Regions from separate parts of the Danio rerio genome. Here region 2 is linked to region 1. Evidence: chromatin contacts called from public Hi-C data. All regions are on one chromosome and are shown on one strand. Each heading gives the region's core, a stretch centred on a gene start, on an enhancer-like site or on the middle of the called end of the contact. The rest is flanking DNA. Distances are from core to core; before and after follow the strand shown. Region 1 overlaps gramd1ba (GRAM domain containing 1Ba). Region 2 overlaps gramd1ba (GRAM domain containing 1Ba).

Evidence for each region. Hi-C and Micro-C count contacts between places; a contact is called where the count stands out from the background.
Region 2: a Hi-C map of an unstated tissue shows a contact between it and region 1, with 7 times the contacts expected there. The contact joins two enhancer-like sites. A contact is called at or near these places in 3 of 18 Hi-C or Micro-C datasets (caudal fin, hematopoietic stem cells and an unstated tissue).

What each region holds. Positions count from the first base shown.
Region 1 is chr10:45,399,449-45,405,265 of GRCz12tu, forward strand. gramd1ba (GRAM domain containing 1Ba) reads left to right here. Exons shown (of 21, transcript XR_012386543.1): 2 at 693-770. Among named protein-coding and RNA genes, the nearest start is that of gramd1ba, 68 kb to the left of the region's middle. Within about 2 kb of position 3,158, at least 3 of the 62 cell types and tissues checked have an H3K27ac peak or open chromatin away from gene starts, as enhancers often do.
Region 2 is chr10:45,467,289-45,473,449 of GRCz12tu, forward strand. The region is part of intron 4 of gramd1ba (GRAM domain containing 1Ba); the gene reads left to right. Among named protein-coding and RNA genes, the nearest start is that of git2b, 39 kb to the right of the region's middle. Within about 2 kb of position 2,688, at least 9 of the 62 cell types and tissues checked have an H3K27ac peak or open chromatin away from gene starts, as enhancers often do.

The DNA.
Region 1 (5,817 bases), core at 1,908-4,407:
ATTTGTAAACTTAAAAACTGAAAAGCTTACTTAATTCTTTCCCAACACAAATCGATTGTGTGGAAGCCAACTTTGTTTTTAGTTTACACGTGTACACTGTAAAAAATGCTAGGTTTCACACAATTCCATTCAATGCTGTCCCAACAAAAATTGATTGTTAGTTTTGTTTTTACAAATTGAAGAAGGCTGAACATTAAACAACTAAGTTGTCTAAAAAACTCAAGAATTGTGTTGATTCAGCTCATTTTAATATATTAGTTTAAAGAAGTAGCAAAAATATAAACTTAATTGTTTATGTTCAATCTACTCAAAATTGTACACTTAAATGCTAGTAAGTTGACTTAATTCCTTCATGTTGTGCCAACACAAATTGATTGTGTGGAAGCCAGCATTTATTTACTGTGTACATTATAAAAATGCTAGGTTTCACAAAATTTCTTCATGTTGTCCCAAAACAAATTGATTAAGTTAGCTTTGTTTTTACAAATTGAAGTAAAGCAATTTAAGTTTTCAAACAAAAAAAAAACTCAAGAATTGTACTGATTCGGTTTATTTTTAATATTTTATTTTAAAGACTTAGCAAAATATTGAGTGTACATGCATTTTTATGTGTACATTTATTTGATCATTATCAGTATAAGTGGACATCTGCGTGTGTGTGTGTTTCTTATGTTGGATTTGTGTGTTTCCAGCAGCCAGCAGAGCAGCCTGCAGAGCAGCCATGAGGAAGAGTCCACACGCTACCTGAGCCCCAACACACGTGAGGACAGGTATTACACAAACACACACACTCATTCACTTTGGCTGCTTTGGTGTTCAGTTCTGTATATAATAATGTTAAACACATAATGTGGATCTGTCATTCTGAATTTTTTGAGTATTTTTGAAATGTTCAAGGTATTATAATTCATGCTTTACCAATATTGATTTGTCAGAGATAAATTTAGATGATTTTTTAAACCTATTCACCTACACTTTTGTGCTTTTAAATTCTCATGATTTCATGGTCAAGGAATTTAATTTAATGCATTAAGAAGAAACTTTTATAGGAGTTGGGTTTCATGTTTTTAGACAAACCATTGATTAAAGAATAGAGTGAATTTATTTTGCAGTCCTGCCTTATGCATTATTCTCTTCTTACTGTAGTTGCCTGATATGACCAACAGGGGTCAGGGATTGCTCAGATCACACTCCTGTTACATGAATGAACACAATTCATATATGTATTTAATTGTTTTTGATGGAAATATTTATGTTGTTTGTTATGGAGTGTATCAGACCGACCTGTTTCCACCTCAGTAGAACATAAAACATGGAAATTTTGACCTTATTGTTGACACTTTTTTTCTCCTAAATTCAACCCTTTTTACAAATTTAATTACTTTATTTTTCATTATTTTACTCAATGACTATTGTGCATTTTGTTCTTATTTATTTATTTATTGCATTTATTTAGTTTCTTATTTTATTTTGTTTAACTTACTTTCATTTTCAATAGTCATTATTTTACTTAATAATTAGTTCCATTTAATTTCCCTATACTGTATTTGAAACTGTGCATCACAATGGGACTGGATTCTCACAGAAATGCGTCATATGACATCAGTACCAAACCTGGAAGTCTGATTTTTGACAAATAAATACTCACATAAAAAATCGCAAGATTTGCATAAATTGATTAAACATTTTTTTTAATATACAGCTGGAATACTTGATTCTGATTGGTCAGTCATAACATTCCAAGGTATGTTATCTCAAGATAACAACTGCTAAATAACACAGCATCATTCGGGAAGTTTTGTTTCTGTCAATTTTGCGTTTTTGACTGTTTGCCGCCATCTTGTGACTAAACAATACATGGGTTAGTATATGCTCCATTCAGTTGATTAACTTTCAGTTTTTGACTGTTTTCCGCTGTCTTGTGATTGAATAATATGGAGGTTAACATGCCATCTTGTGACTAAATAATAAGTAGGTTAGAATATGCTCCATTTAGTAGGTTTCTTTTCTGTCTGCTTTGTTTTTGACTGTTTGGTGCCATCTTTGTGACTGAATAATACATAGGTGTGACTGAATAGCAGGCGATTTAGTATATACTCCATTTAGTTGGTTTCGTTTCTGGCAGCTTTGCATTTTTTACTTTTTGGCGCCATCTTTGTTACTGAATAATACAAAGGTTAGTAAATGCTCCATTCAGTTGATTTAGTTTTTGTCAGCTTTGCATCTTTGACTGTTTGATGCCATCTTGTGACTGAATAATACGCAGGTTAGTATATGCTCCATTCAGTTGTTTTCGTTCCTGTCAGCTTTGTGTTTTTGACTATTTGCTGCCATCTTGTGACTAAATTAAACGTAGTTTAGTAAATGCTTAATTCAGTTGGTTTCATTTCTGTCAGCTTTGTGTTTTTGACTATTTGCCGCCATAATGTGACTGAATAATATGTATGTTAGTATATGCTCAATTCAGTTGGTTACCGTTCCTCTCAGCTTTGTGTTTTTGACTATTTGCCGCCATTTTGTGACTAAATAATATGCAGGTTAGTATATGCTCCATTCAGTTGGTTTTGTTCCTGTCAGTTTTGTGTTTTTGACTATTTGCCGCCATTTTGTGACTAAATAATATGCGGGTTAGTATATGCTCCATTCAGTTGGTTACCAGTCCTGTCAGTTTTGTGTTTTTGACTATTTGCCCTCATCTTATGACTAAATAACACAAAGGTTAGTATATGCTTCAAGTTGGTTTAATTTCTTTCAGCTTTGCGTTTTTGACTGGTACCTTCTTGTGATTGAATAATGTGAAGGTTAGTATATGCTCCGTTCAGTTGGTTTTTATTCTGCCTGCTTTGCATTTTTTGACAGTTTGGTGCCATCTTGTAACTGAAAAATACGTAAGTTAGTATATGCTCCATTCAGTAGATTTCGTATCTTTCAGCTTTGCGTTTTTGATAGTTTGCTGCCATCTTGTAACTGAATAATTTGTAGGTTAGTATATGCTCTATTCAGCAGGTTTTGTTTATGTCAGCTTTGTGTTTTTGACTGTTTGGTGCCATTGTGTGGCTGAATAATCTGTAGGTTAGTATATGCTCTATTCAGTTGGTTTAGTTTCTGTCTGCTTTTGTGTTTAATTAAAGAATTAATGAACTATTACTGCTCAGAACAATATTTTGTATCTAATGTTTATGTTTTGTGGCAAGTAGCCATGCAATAAGCAAGATAAAGCACATCCAGGAGGGTTGTTTTTATAAAATAAAGCCCTTCAGTCTTATCCAGCGACAGTCACAGTATGTGGTAAATGTTTTTGCTTTATATTCTGTGAACATCCTGCAAGCAGCTGCTTTCGAGAGTCGGTTCTCAAGTGTGGTTTTGAACTTTGTTTTTTTCAGTAGTTCGTGTTTTGCTTTTGAACTTGTTCTTCTTTCGGAGTGCTTGGAGTTCTGCATTTGTAGTCTAGTTTTGAGTCCGACCACAGATCTGTGTCACCTCAAAAACAGCTCTTGTGTGTTTCAATCCCAATCGCAGAGCTGCACATAATTTGCATATTTTTGGATACTTTTTTTTATTCATCATCCCAGAAATATCACATTTCAGACAAACTACAGCAGGTGCTTTGCGGGTCGAATAAGGTAAGCAAGTTTTCGTAGTGAATGCTCAGATTTTTAGCTGTGCTCAAATGTTCTTCCGGTGGCCAGCTGGACAGAGAACAGACCGATCCTCAGCTGGAGAACACACGAGCGGGTTTCATCTTCAGGCGTTTCTTTATTAGCGGCCTGTTAAAATATGCTGTTCTTTCTTTTGGAAACATGTGAACATCACTCTGTGTAGACTAAAAGTGCATAAATAGATAAAAAAGCATGCATGTTTTAGTTTGTGCTTGATAATGGTGATGTATTATACATGCATGAGGCGTCTTCTATTCTAACAAGACTTGATTCTGTATTCACCTTATTCTCAGCAGACGAGCGGGCGCTGCCATTTGAATCTTTTTGTCTCGCGACTTCCGGTCACATTCACTTCCATTCATTTTTTGACGTTAACAACTGCTCGTTACGCTGCTTGATGTTGCAATTTAATATTTTCTTATTATAATATGCTACTTGGTCTGTGTAGTCATGCAAACATTTGTTTGTTGAGCAAGTAGTTTGGCCATTTTCTGCCGTTTATTATTCCTAGTCAGTTCTCCCATAGGCGACTGAATCGGAAGTTCTAAGACAATCGCGAAAACAGGCGCACTTCCGCATTTTAGAATAAGGTCAATATCAGGCATGACCAACCCTGTTCCTGGAGATCGACCTTCCTGCAGATTTCAGGTGCAAGCCATATCAAACACACCTGCCTGTATTTATCAAGTGCTGTTCAGGTCCTAATTAATTGGTTCAGGTGTGTTTGATCAGGGTTGGAGCTGAACTTTGCAGTAAGGTCGATCTCCAGGAACAGGGTTGAGCACTACTGCTGTATATCATACTTCACTACATTTTATTTCAACTGCAACATCTCATACTCATCATTGCATTTTATCTGAGATGGTGGGCTGGACATTACATAGCTGTATGCAGAAAACAACACTGGCGCACTTTTATCTATAAAGCTATGTTAGGTAAACTTCCAGCTTATCTTTGTACTCTTCTTTGTCTTAGCTCTGAGAAGTACTAGTCATGCTCTTCCAAGTGTTTGCTTTTTAAATATACCTCAAGCTGGGTAAAACTGCATTTTCTTATTGTGCACCTTGGACATGGAATAATTTGCAAAAAGACTTCAAACTAAATAAAATTGTGTCTTTCGGGGAATTTTAAAGCATTATAAAGAGAGCGGTATTGGAAGAATGTGATTGTTTTTGTTGAGAGGACTGATGAAATGTTGTTGCGTGGTGTTTATTTATACATTTTCTTTTTGGCTTAGTCCCTTTATTAATCTGCGGTCGCCACAGTGGAATGAACCGCCAACTTATCCAGCATATGTTTTATGCAGCGAATGCCCTTCCAGCTGCAACGCATCACTGGGAAAAAAACCCATACACACTCATTCAAAACCCACATGAACACGGTGAGAACATGCAAACTCCACGCAGAGAGTACCGACAGGCTCAATTAGAACTTGAACTAGAGATCTGCGTGGGACTTTTTAAATCCCACTCCCGCCACGTTTCAGTCCGAACCCGACCGCTCCCGCTTTGTGTTCAGCATTCGTTATGAATATTATGATGATGATGATAGTAATAATTATAATAAATGTTAAGCATTGGCCCAATCGGCAATGGCCGGCTGGTTTTGAGATGGGCCGACCCAATCAGAGGTTATGCGGGTGTAATCAAAATCTGGCAAGAATGTCAAACAAATAGTAAGTGCAACACAAGCTAATTGTCAGAGATGGACCGTAAAAAAGGTAAGGCGGTGCCGAAAAGCTCAGAGAAAGCAAAAAGTTGCTCTAAAATCAGATGCTGCCAAATGCTTAAAATTAACTGAAATAGTCTCGAAAGGGTGCAATGGGTAGCGCTGTCCCCTCACAGCTACTAGGTCAATGGTCCGAGCCTATTCTGGGTCATTTAGTGTTTCTGTGTGAAGTTTGCATGTTCGCGAGGGTTTCCTCCCGGTTTCCCTCACAAGTCTTAACACATGTGCTATAGGTGAATTGGGTAGGCCTAATTGTCTGTAGTGCGTGTATGAAAATGTGTGTATAGGGGTTTCCCAGTGATGGGTTGCAGCTTGGAGGGTATCAGCTGCGTAAAACATATGCTGGATGAGTTGGCGGTTCATTCCGCTGTGGCGATCCCAGATTAGTAAGGGGACTAAGCCGAAAAGAAAATGAATGAATGAAACGATT
Region 2 (6,161 bases), core at 1,438-3,937, 67 kb after region 1:
ACGGCTTTAAAACAAACATGAACCCAAAGACAATGACCCAATGGTTAGACCCAATGGTTAAACCCAATGGTTTAAGAGCGTGCTCAATAGCGCTCAAATGTTAGCGGGAAAATTAACCACAGTTACAGGGCACTGCAGCGTTTTAAAGTCCCATCGATCAGCTGGTTTATCTATAACCTGACATAAGAACGATTCAATGATTAATGGCTGCTTTAAAACACACATGAACCCAATGGCAATGACCCAATGGTTAAACCCACTAGTTAAACCCAATGGTTTAAGAACGTGCTCAATAGCGCTCAATTGTTAGCGGGAAATGTAACCACTAGGGTTGGGCATCTAAGCTTTAATGCCGATCCGATACGCATCTCGATACAAAGAATACGATCCGATATATTAGCGATACATTTGTGACATATTGCGATGCAACACGATACGATTCACACCCATATCACGATACAATGCGATAATTCAGCACTAACTAATTAGATCAAGTTTATGAGATTATGTGAAAGAGGATGCTGTGCCATTGAATGAGTTTGATTATTTATAAACCAAGCAAAACCAAGACTTTTTTTTACAAACTGGCTCTTCTCTCAGAGCCAGAGTGTCAGTTTACAGTAGAGGGCCATTTTAGAACATATAGCACATATTATTTAAGTATTTTCAAGATAAACAGAATGTATAAGTGCAATATATATTAAAAAAATATGTATATATTTGCACTCTTTCAACATAAATAAATTTAGCATTGCACAACAAGAATTGTGATTTAACTTTTCAACTATGAAAACAAGTTTTACAAAGATATATTTTGCCACTGAATATTCCAAACTTAAGGTCGTGAACTAGCAGTGTTATGCTGCTTTGAAACATCACTGTCACTGTAAACAACAGGCTAATAAAAATATAACAAACCAGCAGTCTTCTTGCTGTGAGGTGGTCAAACTACCCACTGTGCCACCGTGACACCCAATTATTTTTATCATTATTATTATTAATATTATTATTATTATAATTAAATAAAAATTAACAGGAGGAGGTGTTTAAAACCTTCGTTCTCCGTGACACTAGGCTGAATATCTTTGCAGATGAACAATGCAATAGCATTCGTTATTGGCGTAGAGCGAGCAGAACTGTTGCGCATGGAAAAAAAAAACTTGCAATGCTTTTCTCACCACTTTTGGAGCTGGTTGAAGCAGTGCGAAAGCCGGGGATGCAGAAACACTGGAAGATGCTTTCACAACAACACCGTGGCGTCGCTTCAAGTGAGATTTCAGATTAGTCATACTGCCCGCGTATTTTACAGATGCGCGGCACATTTTGCAAATTGCATCTGTCCTGTCATGTCGTCCATCCTTAAATCCATAATGTTGCCATACTTTAGATTTAAAACTCAGTGAGGAATAAAATGTTTGTTTTGCTTCTCGCGCTTTCTGAGGGCGCTCCACTAGCTTCATCCGCACACCTGATACACTGAGTTGTAGTGTGAGTGTACACATCCGCAAATCCGTTGCTAAGGCTTACTTAATGTAGGTCGATTAAATTATGCGCCAAAAACAGGTTGACAACACTTGTTAATAAATAAAAAATACATTCTATATTAAAAATATAAGCTGTATCTCGGAAAAATCGATGCATCTCGCAAAAACCGATGCATCTCGATTTGCTTCCAAAATTTCATTCATCCTCTGCTGCTCAACCGATGCACTCGCATCGTGCACGCGCATGACTGCGTATCGATACATATCGGTTAATCTTCCCATCCCTAGTAACCACAGGTACAGGGGCACTGGAGCATTTTAAAGTCCCATCGATCAGCTGGTTTGTCTATAAGCTGACATATGAGGAATTAGCTGATTAATCACGGCTTTAAAACACACATGAGCCCAATGACAATGACCCAATGGTTAAACCCAATGGTTTAAGAGCGTGCTCATTGTTAGTAGAGGTTTTAAAAATTTCAGTATAGATTGGTACTGAATTTCAGTATAGTGCAACCATAGCCGGAAGTACTGCTAAAAGTGGCCCTTTTCCAGGATCAGCTTCTGGAGGACTTGATGAACGATATTACGCCATTTTTCAGCCTTCCTAAAGCACACAGTGCAGTTACTCTCTCATTAAAATCCATTTTAGCCATTTTGCAATGATACTAAAGTCAGCAGGCAGACAGACGCCCCTTCCATGGTGCTGATCCATTGTAAAGTAAGTTGCATACATATAGTGGATTTGATGCGCGAAAGAAGTAAGTACACTCAAAATGTTCAAGCATCCGACTACACATGAATATCGTAAACTAGTCGCGCATGCAATGTCTGGTGTGAAAGCCTCATCAATCACACTATCATCAAACTAGCTTTTAATTGTTGTGAATACACACCCTCTAGTGGCCAAGATGACATACTGTTTCTTTAAGAGAAGTATGAAGAACGGACCCCAGTTGTTGTATGATGAGAATGTCACAAACAAACATGTGGACATCATTACACACCCCGTCATGTGGATCTCGTGTTTTAGTTAAATCGTGCCTTCACAGAGAGTTCATGTTAGATATGGTTTCCTCCTTCTGTGTAAAGCTGTTTGACCTGACATTTCATTTCCAGCATTTGTTTTTCAGCCAGCTCAATGGTGTGTTTCATTATTTTACAAGTGCCTTTGTGATGTTGTGCTCGTGTCTCAGAGTCGGTCATAACCTCTGGATCACTCTAATGAAAGTGCACCGCAGAACAAAGACCACAGTGTTCTCTCTCTCTCTCTCTCTCTCTCTCTCTCTCTCTCTCTCTCTCTCTCTCTCTCTCTCTCTCTGTGTAAACTGTGTTTTTGTTTCAATCGTGGATCAGGCTGCTCTGCTTCTGCTGCTTGAACTGCATCTAAAATCACTATATAGCTCAGATAATTTAGTTTTTATTAAATTGTTTGAGAAAGCTTAAGTTCATATTAAAATATATTGGATTTCTGAAACTCTTAACTGAGAAGCAGGATGCTGACAGTATAAACAAAGATTCCACATTTTATTCACTGAAGAACAATTAAACGGTCTAATGTGTGGGCTTGTTCACCCTTGCATGTAAGCAGAGCTGTGTGGTTTTTTTTTTTTTTTTTTTGTAAGGGACAGTGTTTTACCTTCTTTCAGAGTATAAATTATGAAAGTTATTTGCAAATTCTGATAACTGTATGTCATTTTATGGGTGAGAGTGTATGATGTTGGTATGAGAGTGTATGATATTGAGAGCCCCGAATGATCCCAGGATACATCACTGATGATGTGTCCCAAATGCATCCATGAGATGTTTCTTGAATAATATCATATTGACCTTTAATTTAATTTAATATTATGTACACTTTAAAAATCTTTGAGTTATTTATTTGACCCAATGGCTGAGTTGAAAATATTTGGGGCTTTGTTGGATTATTTTTAACTTTTAATGGGTTATTTATTTAATAACTCAACCAGTTGTGTTAAATATTTGGTGCTTTGTTTGGGTTATTTTTAACCTCTATTGCAGGGGTGGCCAACCCTGTTCCTGGAGAGCCACCTTCCTGCAGATTTCAGTTGCTACCCATATCAAACACACCTGCCTGTAATTATCACGTGACGTTCAGGTCCTAATTATTGGTTCAGGTGTGTTTGATATGGGTAGCAACTGAAATCTGCAGAAAGGTGGCTCTCCAGGAACAGGGTCGGCCACCTCTGCTCTATTGAGTTAATTGATTAAAATCTCAACCAGTTGTGTTAAATATTTGGTGCTTTGTTGGGTTATTTTTAACCTTTATTGGGTTATTTAATTGATAACTCAACCATTTGTGTTAAATATTTGTTGCTTTATTGGGTTATTTTTAACCTTAATTGGGTTATTTAATTAATAACTCAACCAGTTGTGTTAAATATTTGGTGCTTTGTTGGGTTATTTTTAACCTTTATTGCAGGGGTCACCAATCTCGGTCCTGGAGGACCGGTGTCCCTGCAGGGTTTAGCTCCAAATTGCCTCAACACACCTGCCTGGGTGTTTAAAGTATACCTAGTAAGACCTTGATAAGCTTGTTCAGGTGTGTTTGATTAAGGTTGGAGCTAAAATCTGCAGGACACCGGCCCTTTAAGAACAAGTTTGGTTATCCCTGCTTACTGGGTTATTTAATTAATAACTCAACCAGTTGTGTTAAATATTTGGTGCTTTGTTTAGGTTAGTTTTAACCTTTATTGAGTTTTTTAATGAAAACTCAACCAGTTTTGGTAAGTATTTGGTGCTTTGTTAAGTTATTTTTACCCTTTATTGGGTTGTTTAATTAATAACTCAACCAGTTGTGTTAAATATTTGGTGCTTTGTTGGGTTATTTTTAACCTTTATTGGGTTATTTATTTAATAACTCAACCAGTTGGGTTAAAAAAGGTTGAATTTCAACATTTACCTGATTTAACTGACACAGAGCAGCTGTATTAATATGCGCACGTAATGTTGTTTTTACATTGTAATGTTTATTTAATCTGTAACACGATAATATTGTTATTTTTATGTACCTCTCTGTGTTTTTTATATCCGTTGTACCAACACTTTTAGTTATTGATAATACAAATGCGCTCTTTATATCCATCTATATTAAACGGAGTAAAGCTCTAAAGTGTCTGGAACTTAAAATGTAATGAAAATAAAGCATTTTTAATAGTTTTGAAAACTGCATACTATTTATTTACACAACCATAATATAAAATTAATAGTAGTACTAGTCGCAATAGTCATACCAGTGTGGAAAAAAATAACATTTAGTTAAAATAACCCAATGCTTTGGATTAAAATAACCCATAGTTGGGAATGTACTGTAATAACCTATAGTTGGGTTATATGTTATACCATATAGTATAACATAGTTGGGTTATATGTTGGGTTATATGTTATATAATATACCAATCCTCTTCATGGCTGTTTTAATAGTAACCAAATGACCGTTTGCCATAACAAACAAGCTATTCTGTACAGACGCCTTCCCACAAAACTGAATAGCTGTATAAAGGCTGATGATTGGTTATTTTCACCAGGAAGGCGGGGCTTGCATTTGCTGTAGTGGCCAAACAGAGCATTGCAATTTTCCCCATTCATAGTAATGCAAGGGAACAGTCTTTGTGTATCTGTAGACTTTGGCATGACGCTTCTCCGTGTCACCATAAACAGAGGAAAACAGGATGTTTGAAGTGAAAACCAGCATCTGTGTGCAGATAATGGCCCCTGTTTATAAGGATCAGCAGGAAACAATGATTCCGGGACACTTTCCAAGTGTGAGCTTATCAGAAAGCATCAGACTTTCTCAGTTTTGTTTTTCCTGGGTGGGCAGATGACTGCAGGCTCAAGTGCTCACATGTAAATATAGTCTCAAGCAGTGAAGGAGGAGGACTGTATATGCCACAAGACAAGACTGTAAATAATCACATCTCATGTGTGGTGGCAGAAAGAGCGTCGAGCATCTCCATCGACACCTTATTCAGTCCCTCCAGGATTTTGTGAGTCCAGTGGCTCTTGATATGTTGAAGTCAGAATTATTAGCCCCCCTCAATTATTTGCCACCCTGTTTTTTTTATCCCTAATTTCTGTTTAATGGAGAACAGATTTTTTCAACCCATTTCTAATCATAATAGTTTTAATAACTCATCTCTAATAGCTGGTTTATTTTATCTTTGCCATGATGACAGTAAATAATATTTGACTAGATATTTTTCGAGACACTTCTATACAGCTTAAAGTGACATTTAAAGGCTTAACTAGGTTAATTAGGTTAACTATATGATGGTTTGTTCTGTTGACAGTCGGAAAAAATATAGCTTAAAGGGGCTAATAATTTTTTTCCTTAAAATGGTGTTTGAAAAATTAAAAACTGCTTTCATTCTAGCCAGGGCCGGATTAACCAATGGGCATTATGGGCACAGGCCCAGGGGCCCGTGCGCACTAGGGGCCCCTGCGAGGGGAGAGAAAAAAAGGACAATTTCGGAGTGTCTTTTTTTGGCTAATTGCAAAAAGCGCATCTAGTTGGAATAAGCTTTTCAGGGTTTACGCCCCTCGATGCCTGATTGATAGAGACATGATGAGTGAAGAGCTATGAAATATTGTAGCCGCAGTGGCGCACTTGTAAGGCGCACAGTTTCGTCTTTTGGCGCGATAAATTATAAACTCGGT